Regions from separate parts of the Pan troglodytes genome. Here region 1 is linked to region 2. The links are chromatin contacts, called in public Hi-C maps. All regions are on one chromosome and are shown on one strand. The core of a region is the stretch at or near the end of the contact, and the rest is flanking DNA. Distances in the headings are between cores, read along the strand shown. Region 1 has its middle 35 kb from the start of UMAD1. Region 2 has its middle 40 kb from the start of RPA3.

Region 1 (6,933 bases), core at 3,907-6,406, 81 kb after region 2:
AAGGAGAAATACTTAAGCTACCAAAGTAAAGCTACTTTAATCTCATTAAACATGCTTTGGAGCCAGATGTAAATGAGGTAACTTTTTTGAAGAGTTAGTTTACAGATATTTGGTCATTCTCATTTTAGATAAACAGAAAGCCATGTTGATTATTATCTGGATCTGGCTAGACTCCTGTTCCACCACTTGCTAGCTGTGGGGACTTGACAATTTCTTTACCTTCTCTGAAATGAACATGGTAGCAATTCCCACATTTAGGGATGTTGTGTGGATTAAGTAGAGAATGCAGAGAACGCAGAAAAAGCTCAAAGCTTTCAATGCCTGGTACGTAATATATGCCCACTAAGTCTTAGTTATGCTGTTGGTTCCACTCCCGCCACCATTCCAGAGGCTGCAGCAGGGTTCTGTGTTGTGTTGTGTTTGATCCTATCTTCTTATGGTTTGTCTAGAGTGGAAGTTTTGGGGTAGGGGTCACTCATAAAACAGAAATGCAAAAGTTGAGGGAGGAATCTGGGATGTGGTTTATTTAAGATTTTTAAAATGTGCTTGCTTGTTTGGGTTTTTTAAAAATTATTTTTAAATTATTATTATTATTTTTAATTAGAGACAGGGTTCTCCCTATGTTGACCAGGCTGGTCTTGAACTCCTGGGCTCAAGCAGTCTTTCTACCTAAGCCTCCCAGTGTGCTATGGTTACGGGCATGAGCCACCGCGTTTGGCCTTGGCTGGATTTTTGGTTTGTTTTTCTTACCTTATTTTGAGAACTAGAGTCGTCTTTGCTTTCCCTTTTTCTCACATAGCCTATCCCAGTGGTCCTGAATCATTCCCTATGTAGACTGCCTAATCTTGATTTCCCTCTGTTTATGCTGAATTTTTATAGCGAAGATCTTAAGAAAGTGTAAAAGCTGTTTTTACCAATCTTTTTATCTTTAAATTTTATTATATAATAATTAAGCTTTATAAAAGTTATAAAGTATAATACAACCAACATCCACATACCTACCATCCAGCTTTAGAAAGAAAACATAGTGGGTGGATACTGTGGAAGCTGCCTCTGTGCACCTTCAGCCCCCATTGAAGAAGCCATTCATTCCCATGCCATTTTCTTATACTTTTACCATATATGGTGTGTAGTTCAAACCTATTTATAGTACGGTTTTACTTATTTAAACATTTTATATAAGTCTTGTCATTTTCTTTGTATTCTGCAATTTACCTTCCTGTTCAATGTTGCTTTTTTCAGATTTATACATGTTGATGTTTGTAGCTCTAGTTCATTAATTTTGACTCCTGCGTAATGTTTCTTTGTATGAAGATACCACAATTTATCCTTTCTCCGAGTAGTGGGCATTTATGGACACACTGTCTCTCCCCACCCTGTTAGAGACAATACTGCCGCACAAGTTTTTGCACATATCTTGCTTCACGGATCTTTGTAGCTTTGGTTTTGTTGTGTTTGTTTTTATACAGAAAATGAATTCTTTGGGGACTAGTCACATTCTGTGGGCCTCAGATTTTTCATCATAAGGTTGAACTAGGTCTTTTCTAGCTCAAAATTGCACTTCTTATATGGTTATTTAAACTGGATAGCTTGAATTACTGGCTTTTGTTGTTTGTATTACCTCACAGGCCCATTAGTATATCTCTTCAGTAGATTATGCCGGATATGGATTTTACTCTGACATGAGAAAGTTCCATTTTCAACATTTTTGAGGACAAAAGTGTATGTAGTGTTAGAAACTATCATTAAGCAGGACACAGGACACTAAACCTTCCTTCTTCCCAAGTTTGTTTATCTTTCCTGGAATCTACAGGAATTACAACTGCTATTAATTTAGAATAAACATATAAATAATATATTTTAAAGTATGTTGTCTACATGTGCTGGGTCACCTTCATCCGGCATCAGCCTGGACAGAGGACTCAGGCCCTCTACTTGATTCCATAAGAGTCCGGTTACATCGAGCATTTTGCACCCTCTTTAAACTTGACTGAGAATTTACAAGGCCACGGGGCTTACAGCATTCTATTTTTCTTTTTGCCTTTCTCTCTTTTTTGCTTCGTATATAAATGAAAATCTAATGTAAAATTGTAAATAGGAAAAGTACTATCATGAAGAAAAAAGTACCAGGGAACCTGAAACGAGATTAAAACTGACTGAAAAGATCTAGGAAGGAGTCTTGGAGGAAGGGAAATTTAAGCTGGTCCTTTAGGGATGAAGACCTTAAAGGTGTATGACAATTAGACATGCTTGTAGGGAAGAAGGAGGAATGGAGATGCTTTCCAGGCAGAGGAAAGATATACGAGGGGAAAAAGTATAAGACCATGACATATTCGGGGAACAGTAAGAGAAGTGGCTCAGACTTTCTGGGAGACAGTCTGCCATGTTATCCCCCTTCTTCCCTAACTTAGGCAGTGTTAAAACATGGTTGCATATTCTTTGACACTCTCCCGTTGAAAAGTTGTGTCGACGCCCCCTCCTCTTGAATCTAGACGAGCTGATGACTGCCTCAGTCAATAGAATATGGCCAAAGAGACCCTGGCTTACAAGGGTCAGTTGCAAAAGGCCACGTGACTTCTGCTTTGTTTTCTGGAACACTTGCTCTTGGAGCCCGGAGCCACCATTTAAGAAGTCCAACCAGCTTGAGGCCATCATGCTGTAGAGGCATGTGTATAGATGATCTGGTTGACGTTCCCAGCTGAACCCAACTTTCTAGCCATTCTACCAAATGTGAGTGAAGTTGTCCTTCAACTGTTTTCTGACTACCAGTACCCTAGAGCAACCTCTAACATCACTACACAGAACAGAAGAAATGCTCAAGCTCTGCCCTAATTTTTGAGTCACAGAGCTGTGAGATATAATAAAAATAACCATCCTGGCTAACACGGTGAAACCCTGTCTCTACTAAAAATACGAAAAAATACAAAATAATAATAATAATAATAATAATTGTCTTGAGTTATAAGTAGTTTATTATACACCAATAGATAACTGGAATACCAACCAAAGCCAAAGTGAGGGGATTTTTCTTTAGATGCTTGCTGAAGACACTATTAAGTCATCCAAAAACCTCTCCCCAGAATATACTACTGAATGTAATTTAGCCCTTATGGCAGGAAGACTGAGTTTGGATAGCATTCAAGGCAGAGGAAATGACATGAACAAAGATAGCAAGGCAGGGAAGGACAGGACATATGTAAGGTAGAGAGTAATTAGGTTCAGCTAGGAGTAGGGCACCTCTTGGGAACAGTGAAAGAATAGACTAAAAGAGAAGGTTAAGGACATGCTATGAAGGGCCTTGAATGTGAGATTGAAAAAAATAACAGTACCACTGAAGATTTTTTGAAAAGTTTTACTAGCAAAACAGTACTTTTGGGAATTTTTTTCAAATGCTTGTGGGATGGACTGAAGTATGGAGAAATTAGGGGATCATTTTGGAAGCTATTGCAAGATACTATGTGAATCAGATTTGTGGTAGCTGCAGCCAGAATGAAGGCTAGAAAATAGATAGGAAATACTGTGGGCAGGGCCACCACTGACCTACTTAGTACATTTTGTGAATTATAAAAAGGTCACCTTAGCTGGGCACGGTGGCTTACGCCTGTAATCCTAGTACTTTGGGAGGCCAAGGTGGGCAGATTGCTTGAGCCCAGGAATTCAAGTTCAGCTCAGACAACACGGTAAAACCCTGTCTCTACAAAATATACAAAAAATTAGCCAATATGGTGGTATGTGCCTGTGGTCCCAGCTACTCGGGAGGCTGATTTGGGAGACTCACCAGAGTCCAGGAGGTCAAGGATACAGTGAGCTGTGATCGTGTCACTGTACTCCATCCTGGGTGATAAAAGTGAGACCTAACTAAAAAAAAAAAAAAAAAAGTACCACTTCTTTAAGACATTTTACTTCCATCTGTTAGAAAATTGTTGTAATATGTTTATTAGAATAAGACACTTGACTGCCATCTGCTGGAAAATTATTAAAGATATGTCTTTGGTTTCAATGCTCCTCTCCTTTTCACATCCTTGTGCAGTACACAGCCTGTGTTACCATGCCTGTGACCCAAATTTTGTGGGTGCGAGTAATAGGACTTGGTAACGGATCACATTTGTTATTAAAAGGAAAAGGAAGAAATCTCAAGTTTGGATGGTAGGGAGGTTAGTAGTGACATTAATAGAACTAGAACTTATTATTGGGGAATACATTTATAAGGCAGAATCATTCTTTACATGGAAAGACACTCATTTTGTTATTTATTGATCCCAATTGTTTGCATTTACTTAGTAAGAATTTTGATACCTTTTCTTCTAGAATCTCAGCTCTCCCCCCTTGTGACATCTGAGAATGTTGACCAGTTCCTCTTTTGTATTCCATACACCCCTCTCTTCTGTATCTTTTCTTTCTATTCTGAACGTTGCTTCTTATCCATCTCCTTTGCAGGCCCTTTTCCCTCAGTTTCCATTCTTGTGCTTTTTTATACAGTGGGCGCTCAATAAATGTTTGTTGAATTGAATTGCATTGCTTTTGAAAGATCAGTTGCAGGTTTTTCAGGAGACTGATTCATAGGCAGTTAGGGACTAAGGGTGTGCCAGAATTCAGAAGGTAGAAACCTATCCTAAATACAGTTCCTTGTTTCGGGATGTATTTTTTACACAATAGGTCACTCTTCCTTGGGGAATATCTGTACTGTTGATCCGTTCATCATTGTTCAGCAGTGGCAACACCAGGAGAACAAATTATTTACATTGGCTGTGTCATATGGGTGTGTCTAATTCGGAGAACTTTCAAACAAAATAATGAAGCTTCCCCAGCTTCTAACTTGGGAAGTATGAAAAGTTACTTAAAAAAAAATCTTGACTCTTGTTTAAGTACATCAGTGACTGATTAAGTCACAACACATTTTAATATTTTCATTCGAGGTTTCTTGCTAACATTCTTACCACCACTACCACTAACCCCACCCCATGTGTGTAAGTTACTTTTCCTTTCATTTTTCGTGGGTCTTGTGTGTTAAGGCAAAGTCAAGAACTTTGCTCTTCTGATAACATTGATTGTGTGACTGCTTTGTGCAAATTGCTATGGGATGCCTCATGGAAATTACAAAGGTTTCGTTTGCTTCTGCCCTTCAAGAGAGACTTGCTTAGTGGGAGAAGTAGATGCATATGCAACTGCTCCAGGGCAGGCGATGACAAGGGTCATAATATAGTGCAGACAGAGACAGGATTCCCTGTCTTAGAGTGATGTAAACATCACTCGAAGACTGAGTCACATATATGGACTTGCCATATTTCTTTCCTAAATTGCACACTTAACTCTTCACTTTCCTGGGCTGGATTAGAATTTGTTTTCATCGAAGGCTTCATGAGTTGAAAGCACATTATATATATGTAAGATTTAATGGATTTAATTTAAAATGCATTGAATAACATTAATTTTAGCAGGTTTGATTGTTTTAAATGCTTTTAAGCCGGCACTCTTAAAAGAAAATAGAGAATATCAGAGTGATATTAAATAAACAATGATATAAAACAGGAGTTTTATGTTTATGTAAACCTAGTATTTAGGAAATAAATATCCTGAAATTCTCTAGCCAAATTATATTTTTAAATGTTTTGAGCATAGGATACAAGTTATAAACAGCCTAGTAGGGAAAAATGTATATTACTGTCATAAACATAGGTAGTATTTAAAATATAAAATATGGATAATTGATATTTAATTGAAGTGCTTTTTATTTAATTAAAGCCAATGACATTTGAAAATTATTTCTTTATTAATTTTTCTTCAATTAAATTTTAGCCTGTATTTTAGATACAAGGGGTGCATGCGCAAGTTTGTTATATGGGACTATTGCATAATGCTAAGGTTTGGGGTATGGATCCCATCACCTGGGTAGTGACCCTAGTACTCAATAAGTGGTTCTTCAGCCCACATTCTCCTCCCTCCTCCACCCCCAGTAGACCACAGTGTCTGTCATTCCTGTGTTTATGTCCATGTGTGCTCAATGTTTAGCTCTCGTTTATAAATGAGAACATGCAAAGCCAATGACATTTTTACAGTCATTGGAGTAACAAAGACATTTGAATTTTAAAAATTTAAATATATTTAAGATTGAAATTTAGGCCGGGCGTGGTGGCTTACGCCTGTAATCCCAGCACTTTGGGAGGCTGAGGCTGGCAGATCACCTGAGGTCAGGAGTTTGAGACCAGCCTGACCAACATGGAGAAACCCCATCTCTACTAAAACTGCAAAATTAGTTACAAAAATAATAGAGTGATTTATGTAATAAGTAAACAGTTCAGGTTTACTTGACTTAATAGCATAATGATTTACAGCTTTTACTTAAATTCATTCTGAGATGAAATAATACAGCCTCTAGGAAGATATATTATCTGGTTTTCCTTTGCATTTTCATTAAAAATCTAAAATTGGAAATGAAGTATGTCAACTAGTTTTAGAAATGATAGTAAATTGGGAAGCATTTCAAATAGCAGTAGAAAAGAAGATACCAAAAAGGTTTAGAAATATCACAGGAAATAGTGAGATTCAGCCTAAGAAAATGCAAGCTAATACATGTAAGAGCAAATAATCTGAAATAGATATTTAATGAGAGACAATGCTTAGTAGTAATGAAAGGGAGTTAGGTGCTATCAGACAGCAAAGCAGATATGAGGTTGCGGTGTGATATGGCAGTCACAGAGCTGTTGCCATCTGGGGGGTCATCTTGCAATCTCATTACAATAAAGCAGGGAAGCAGAAATCTCTTACAAATGTCAGTATTAAGACCACATTTGTCTTATATCAACTTAAGAATGTCCAGACCCATAGCTATCAATATATTGAGTGCTGAAAGAATAGAAGCTGCAGTTCTTAGAATAGGGGGGAATTTAATGTAATAAAAATAATTTTAAAAAATAAAATATCTTTGCTTCGGTT
Region 2 (6,165 bases), core at 2,808-5,307:
TAGGTCAAATGGTAAATAGAAAATGCTTTTAATGCTTTTATTAACATGGACACATACTTGCACACATCTATTTTGTTTTAAATTTTTTATTTTTAATCATTATGGGTACATAATAGTTGTATATATTTACAGGGTACAGGTGATGTTTTGACACAGGCATATAATGTGTAGTGATCAAATCGGGTAATTAGGATATCTGTCACTTCAAGCAGTTATTTCTTTGTGTTAGCAACATTCAATTTCCACTCTTTTAGTTATTTAAAAATATACAATAAATTATTGTTAACTATAGTCACCCTATTGTGCTACCAAATACTAGATCTTATTCCTTCTATCTAACTGTATTTTTGTACCCATCATCCATCCCCATTTTATTTCCCTCTTTCTGCTACCCTTCCTTGCCTTTGGTAACCATCATTCTATTCTCTATCTCCATGAGTTCAATTTGAAAAAAACTGAGCTCCCTCATATGAGTGAGAAAATGTGAAATTTGTCTTTTTGTGCCTGCTTTATTTCACTTTACATGATCTCCTCTAGTACCATCTATGTTGTTGCAAAGGACAGGATTTCATTCTTTTTTTATGGCTAAATAGTATTCCATTGTGTATATGTACCACATTTTCTTTATCTATTCATCTGTTGATGGAGACACTTAGGTTGATTCTATAAGTTGGCTATTGTGAATAGTACTGCAATAAACATGGGAATGTGGACGTCTCTTTGATATGCTGATTTCTTCTTTTGGGTATGTACCCAGCAATAGAATTGCTGTATCATATAGTAGTTCTGTTTTTAGTTTTTTGAGGAATCTCCATACTGGTCTTCATACTGGCTGTACTAATTTACATTCCTGCCACCAGGGTATGAGGTCCCTTTTCTACACATCCTTGCCAGCATTTGTTATTGCTTATCTTTTGGATTAAAGCCATTTTAACTGGGTTGAGATGATATCTCATTTTGATTTTGATTTGCATTTCTCTGATGATCAACAATATTGAACGTTTTTTTAATATGCCTATTGGTCATTTTGTATGTCTTGAGAAATAGCTATTCAGATATATAAAAAAAAAATTTAAATATTATTTAATATATATTTAATTTTATATAATAAATATATATTTATATATTTAATTTATAGATAATATATATTTATATATTTAATATAGATAAATATATATTTATATACTTAATTTATAGATAAATATATATTTATATATTTAGTTTATCGATAAATATATATTTATATATTTAGTTTATCGATAAATATATATTTATATATTTAGTTTATCGATAAATATATATTTATATATTTAGTTTATCAATATATATTTATATATTTAGTTTATTGATAAATATATATTTATATATTTAATTTATAGATAAATATATATTTATATATTTAGTTTATAGATAAATATATATTTATATACTTAATTTATAAATATATATTTATATATTTAATTTATAAATATATATTTATATATTTAACTTATAGATAAATATATATTTATATATTTAACTTATAGATAAATATATATTTATATATTTAACTTATAGATAAATATATATTTATATATTTAACTTATAGATAAATATATATTTATATATTTAACTTATAGATAAATATATATTTATATATTTAACTTATAGATAAATATATATTTATATATTTAACTTATAGATAAATATATATTTATATATTTAACTTATAGATAAATATATATTTATATATTTAACTTATAGATAAATATATATTTATATATTTAACTTATAGATAAATATATATTTATATATTTAACTTATAGATAAATATATATTTATATATTTAACTTATAGATAAATATATATTTATATATTTAACTTATAGATAAATATATATTTATATATTTAACTTATAGATAAATATATATTTATATATTTAATTTATAAATATATATTTATATATTTAATTTATAGATAAATATATATTTATATATTTAATTTATAGATAAATATATTCATATATTTAATTTATAGATAAATATATATTTATATATTTAATTTATAGATAAATATATATTCATATATTTAATTTATAGATAAATATATATTTGTATATTTAATTTATAGATAAATATATATATATATATACACACACATATTAAGAGACAATAACTCACTATGTTACTCAGGCCACTTTCGAACTCTTAGGCTCAAGCCATCTTCCTGCCTCCGCCTCCCAAAGTGCTGAGATTACAGGCGTGAGCTGCTATGCCTGGCCTGCCCATTTTAAAATTGGATTATTTTATTTTTTCCTGTTGAGTTGTTTGAGTTCCTTATATATACTGATTGTTCATCCATTGTCAGATGAGTAGTTTGCAGATATTTTCTCCCATTCTGTGGGTTGTCTCTTTACTGTTGATTAATCATTTCTTTTGTTGTGCAGAAGCCTTTTAACTTGATGTAATCCCATTTGTCCATTTTTGCTTTGGTTGCCTGTGCTTGTGGGGTATTACTCAAGAAATCTTTGTTCAGATTACTGTCCTGTAGCATTTGCCCAATGCTTTCTTCTAGTAGTTTCATAGTTTCAGGTCTTAGATTTAAGTATTTTATCCATTTTGATTTGATTTTTGTATGTGGCAAGAGATAGGGGTCTAGTTTTATTCTTCTGCATAGAGATATCCAGTTTTCCCAGCACCACTGATTCAAGACTTCCTTTTCCCAATGTATATCCTTGGCACCCTTGTTGAAAATGAGTTCATTGTAAATGTGTGAATTTATTCCTGGGTTCTGTATTTGGTTCCATTCGTCCATGTGTCTGTTTTTATGCCGGTACTGTGCTATTTTAGTTACTATAGCTTTTTAGTATAATTTGAAGTCAGGTAGTGTGATTCGTCTAATTTTGTTGTTTTTGCTTAGAACAGTTTTGGCTTCTCTGGGTCTTTTGTGATTCTATATAAATGTTAGGATTATTTTTTCCATTTCTGTGAAGAATGTCTTTGGTATTTTGATAGTGATTGCATTGAATCTGTAGATTGTTTTGGGTAGTATGGACATTTTAACAATACTGATTCTTCCAATCCATAAATATGGAATATCTTTCCATTTTTTTTATGTGTGTTCTCTTTGGTTTCTTTCATCAGTATTTTATAATTTTTATTTTAGAGATCTTTCACTTTGGTTATATTTATTCCTAAGTATTTTATTTTACTGGTAGCTTTATAAATGGGATTACTTTCTTGGTTTCTTTTTCAAATTGTTTGCTGTTGGCATATAAAAATGCTATTGATTTTTGTATGTTGATTTTGTATCCCGTAACCTTACTGAATTTATTTATTAGTTCTGATAGTTTTTTTAGTTGCATACACATATATCATGGTTAGCATATATCCACATAACTTTTTTTGTGGCGTCGTGTGCAATAGGTACATTACAGAAAAATAAATTTATTTTGTTGGTTTGTGTGTTTGTTGATGTCTAAATGATACAGCTAAGTAAAAACTTATAAACATGATTATATTTGTAGCAACAACTTTTTATCAATATGGACACCACAGAATTTGTTAGATGATCTCCTTATGTGGCCTTTATAACCCATTTCTAGAAAGGTCAGAGTAAATTATGTTGTTTAAGCTATAAATTATCTATTTTTTTCCACTTGAGAATACCTTTTCCCCTAGGCAAGCATTTCTGCTTAACACAAATAGGTTTTAGGTCACAGTTATTAGATGGCATTGCAGAGTTGATGGAATCAACACATCATGACTTGAAATTCAGGTCTGGGCAGAGTCTAGACACTTGTTTTGGTAATAGGAATATCTGGGCTGTTCATATACAGTTAGCTCACATTTGGACGGAAAACCTTTCTCCGCATTAAGATTTCCAAAGCTTTTAGCCTTTGTAAAATGTCTAGTGTGCCGAATAAGAATAAGGGAAAAAAATTCTTGTAGAAAAACATCCTTTCCCTTGTAACCAGTTCCTATTCACGTAAGAAGGTAATAGCTATTCCTTCATTCAGTAATGAAGTTGAAGTAATCCTCCAGGGTACTCATTTGACACAAAAACAAATTGCAGTTTTCATTTGCATCACTGGGTGGCGATTTTTCATAGCCTTATACTACTATTTAAAAATCCAGCAAGCATGGCACTATTCGTAATTACCAGGGTTTTCTTCTGTTATGACATGTTTAATTGTACTTTTAAGACATTATCTTTAAGTTGATTACAAATTTACTAGTGTAGTGGCAAGCTCATAGTTATTTTAAGTTAGGAAAAGGGATATTGCGTAAATGTTAGGATATAATTCCTTCCAAAACTAAGACAAAAGCATGAATTAGCTTATTATGTTATAGCAAAAAGAAGGAAAAATAACAACAAAAAGTAATAGGATATAAATGAAAAGGAACAATTTAGATATTGTTGTTGGTTCACTAATATTGTTGACCAAATATTGAATATAACTTTGAAGCAGGCAGAATGAAATTGGGCAAACACTATTGTAGAGATTAAAGGAGTTGGGTTACAGTACAAGTGAAATGCGTCATGGTTTTCAGAATATGCAGGTGCTTCTTAAAGTAGGGCATAAGAACTTCTAGTTTCCATTAAGCTAATTATTTTGTAACACTTGCTGAATTTAGAACCAGAATTTAATAATTCACAGCAGCTTGGATTTCACCTTTTAAAATACATAAAACACATTGAAATATGTAATTTAGTCTCACCTTCTGTTTTCCAGTCTAAATGATCAGTCAGATATTGAAAATAAGTGAGTTATTTTTAAGATTATCTCCTACTGAATTCCTCATTCTGGGAACCAAACCACATATACATACTTCAGTTAAACTATCATATTTTTATATGGAACTTTTAAAGGTAGTCTCTTCATCGCTGTGTTGTTTCCTTTATTTAAAAGTGGAAATTTAGCTGTGTACATAAAAATTTACATTCTAAGGAATGAGGGACAGTAAGTCACTTTGATTCTGTCTAGGGTCGAAGGCTTTAATTAAAACAATGACAAAAACTAAACAGGTTTTCAACATGTGCTTCCTATTTTTATTGCCTGTTCTTACAAAAAATGTATACCAGATCTTTAAAAAATTAGAGTGTTTATGGATTAAAAAGTAACTTACCCTATCGCTGTCTCCTTACCCACGTATCGGGATATCCAGAAAAACTCGATTTACATTTTATTTACTTGGCAGTTTTTGTGTTTTTACTTTTGACCTTTAAATTGCAAAGCAAGTATGCCAGGATTTTTCAACTAACTTCATGATGTAGATGCTTGTTTTTCTATTAGAAATGTGGAGTTGTGTGTCTAATGGATAGAATTAACAGTATTTTCAGTCACTGTTACCTGATTCTGGTTTACCTGTTAATCTAGCAGCGTTTCAGTTTCAGTTTTTCGGAGGTGAAAAAGTTAGGTTAGGCCATCCCCGTGTGGGGTACACAACCCTTCCTTAACTCCTTGAGTGTACAGTGAAAGGCAATTGCGTGAAGGAAGAGGAGAGGTGCCAACTGTACTCAGAGGCAGAACTGAGCCTTCTGTTTGGCACAGTTAATTGTGGGAAAGTCATTCATGTTTTTCGGGGAGTCAGTGGATTTAGTTGACTCAAACGTAAATTAGGGATCTATCTCTCTGTGATTCTAACCCTTCTGTGCATTAGGGGTTACTTAGAAAAAAATACTGGTGCAGGGACCCATTCCTAGATTCTGATTAAAAGGTCCTGGGATTAGGCCCAGGAATTGATTTTTTCCCCCCAGAGTTCTCCAGATGATTCTAGAGTTCATGCAAGGCTGAGAAGCACTACAGTTCACGCTCTAATAATTGTATGTCATCAAATAATGTGTTGAGACACTTTGAAAAAGACTTCATAAAATATAAAGTTACAGTTTCTTTTTTAGTTGAGCCATAAACAAAAAGCAAATAAAACCACAGAATTTCTGGGTAATTACATTTCCTTCAATATATTAAATCATTAAATAGAAAAAGAGCAGAAAGCTTCATACATGATCCTATGAAATGAAATTTGTTTTCTTTTCCTTTTTTTTTTTTAGACGGAGTTTTTGCTGTTTTTGCCCAGGATGGAGTGCAATGGCGTGGTCTCTGTTCACTGCAATCTCCGCCTCCTGGGTTCAAGTGATTCTCCTGCCTCAGCCTCCCAAGTAGCTGGGATTACAGGCATGCAC

What was found. A called contact is a pair of places that touch in the nucleus more often than the background predicts.
Region 1: a Hi-C map of blood shows a contact between it and region 2, with 9 times the contacts expected there. The contact joins two enhancer-like sites. A contact is called at or near these places in 2 of 7 Hi-C or Micro-C datasets (blood and stem cell-derived neural progenitor cells).

What each region holds. Positions count from the first base shown.
Region 1 is chr6:13,628,550-13,635,482 of NHGRI_mPanTro3-v2.0_pri, forward strand. It overlaps a transcript of UMAD1 not described here. Among named protein-coding and RNA genes, the nearest start is that of UMAD1, 35 kb to the right of the region's middle. Within about 2 kb of position 5,157, at least 3 of the 24 cell types and tissues checked have an H3K27ac peak or open chromatin away from gene starts, as enhancers often do.
Region 2 is chr6:13,548,669-13,554,833 of NHGRI_mPanTro3-v2.0_pri, forward strand. It overlaps a transcript of UMAD1 not described here. Among named protein-coding and RNA genes, the nearest start is that of RPA3, 40 kb to the left of the region's middle. Within about 2 kb of position 4,058, at least 6 of the 24 cell types and tissues checked have an H3K27ac peak or open chromatin away from gene starts, as enhancers often do.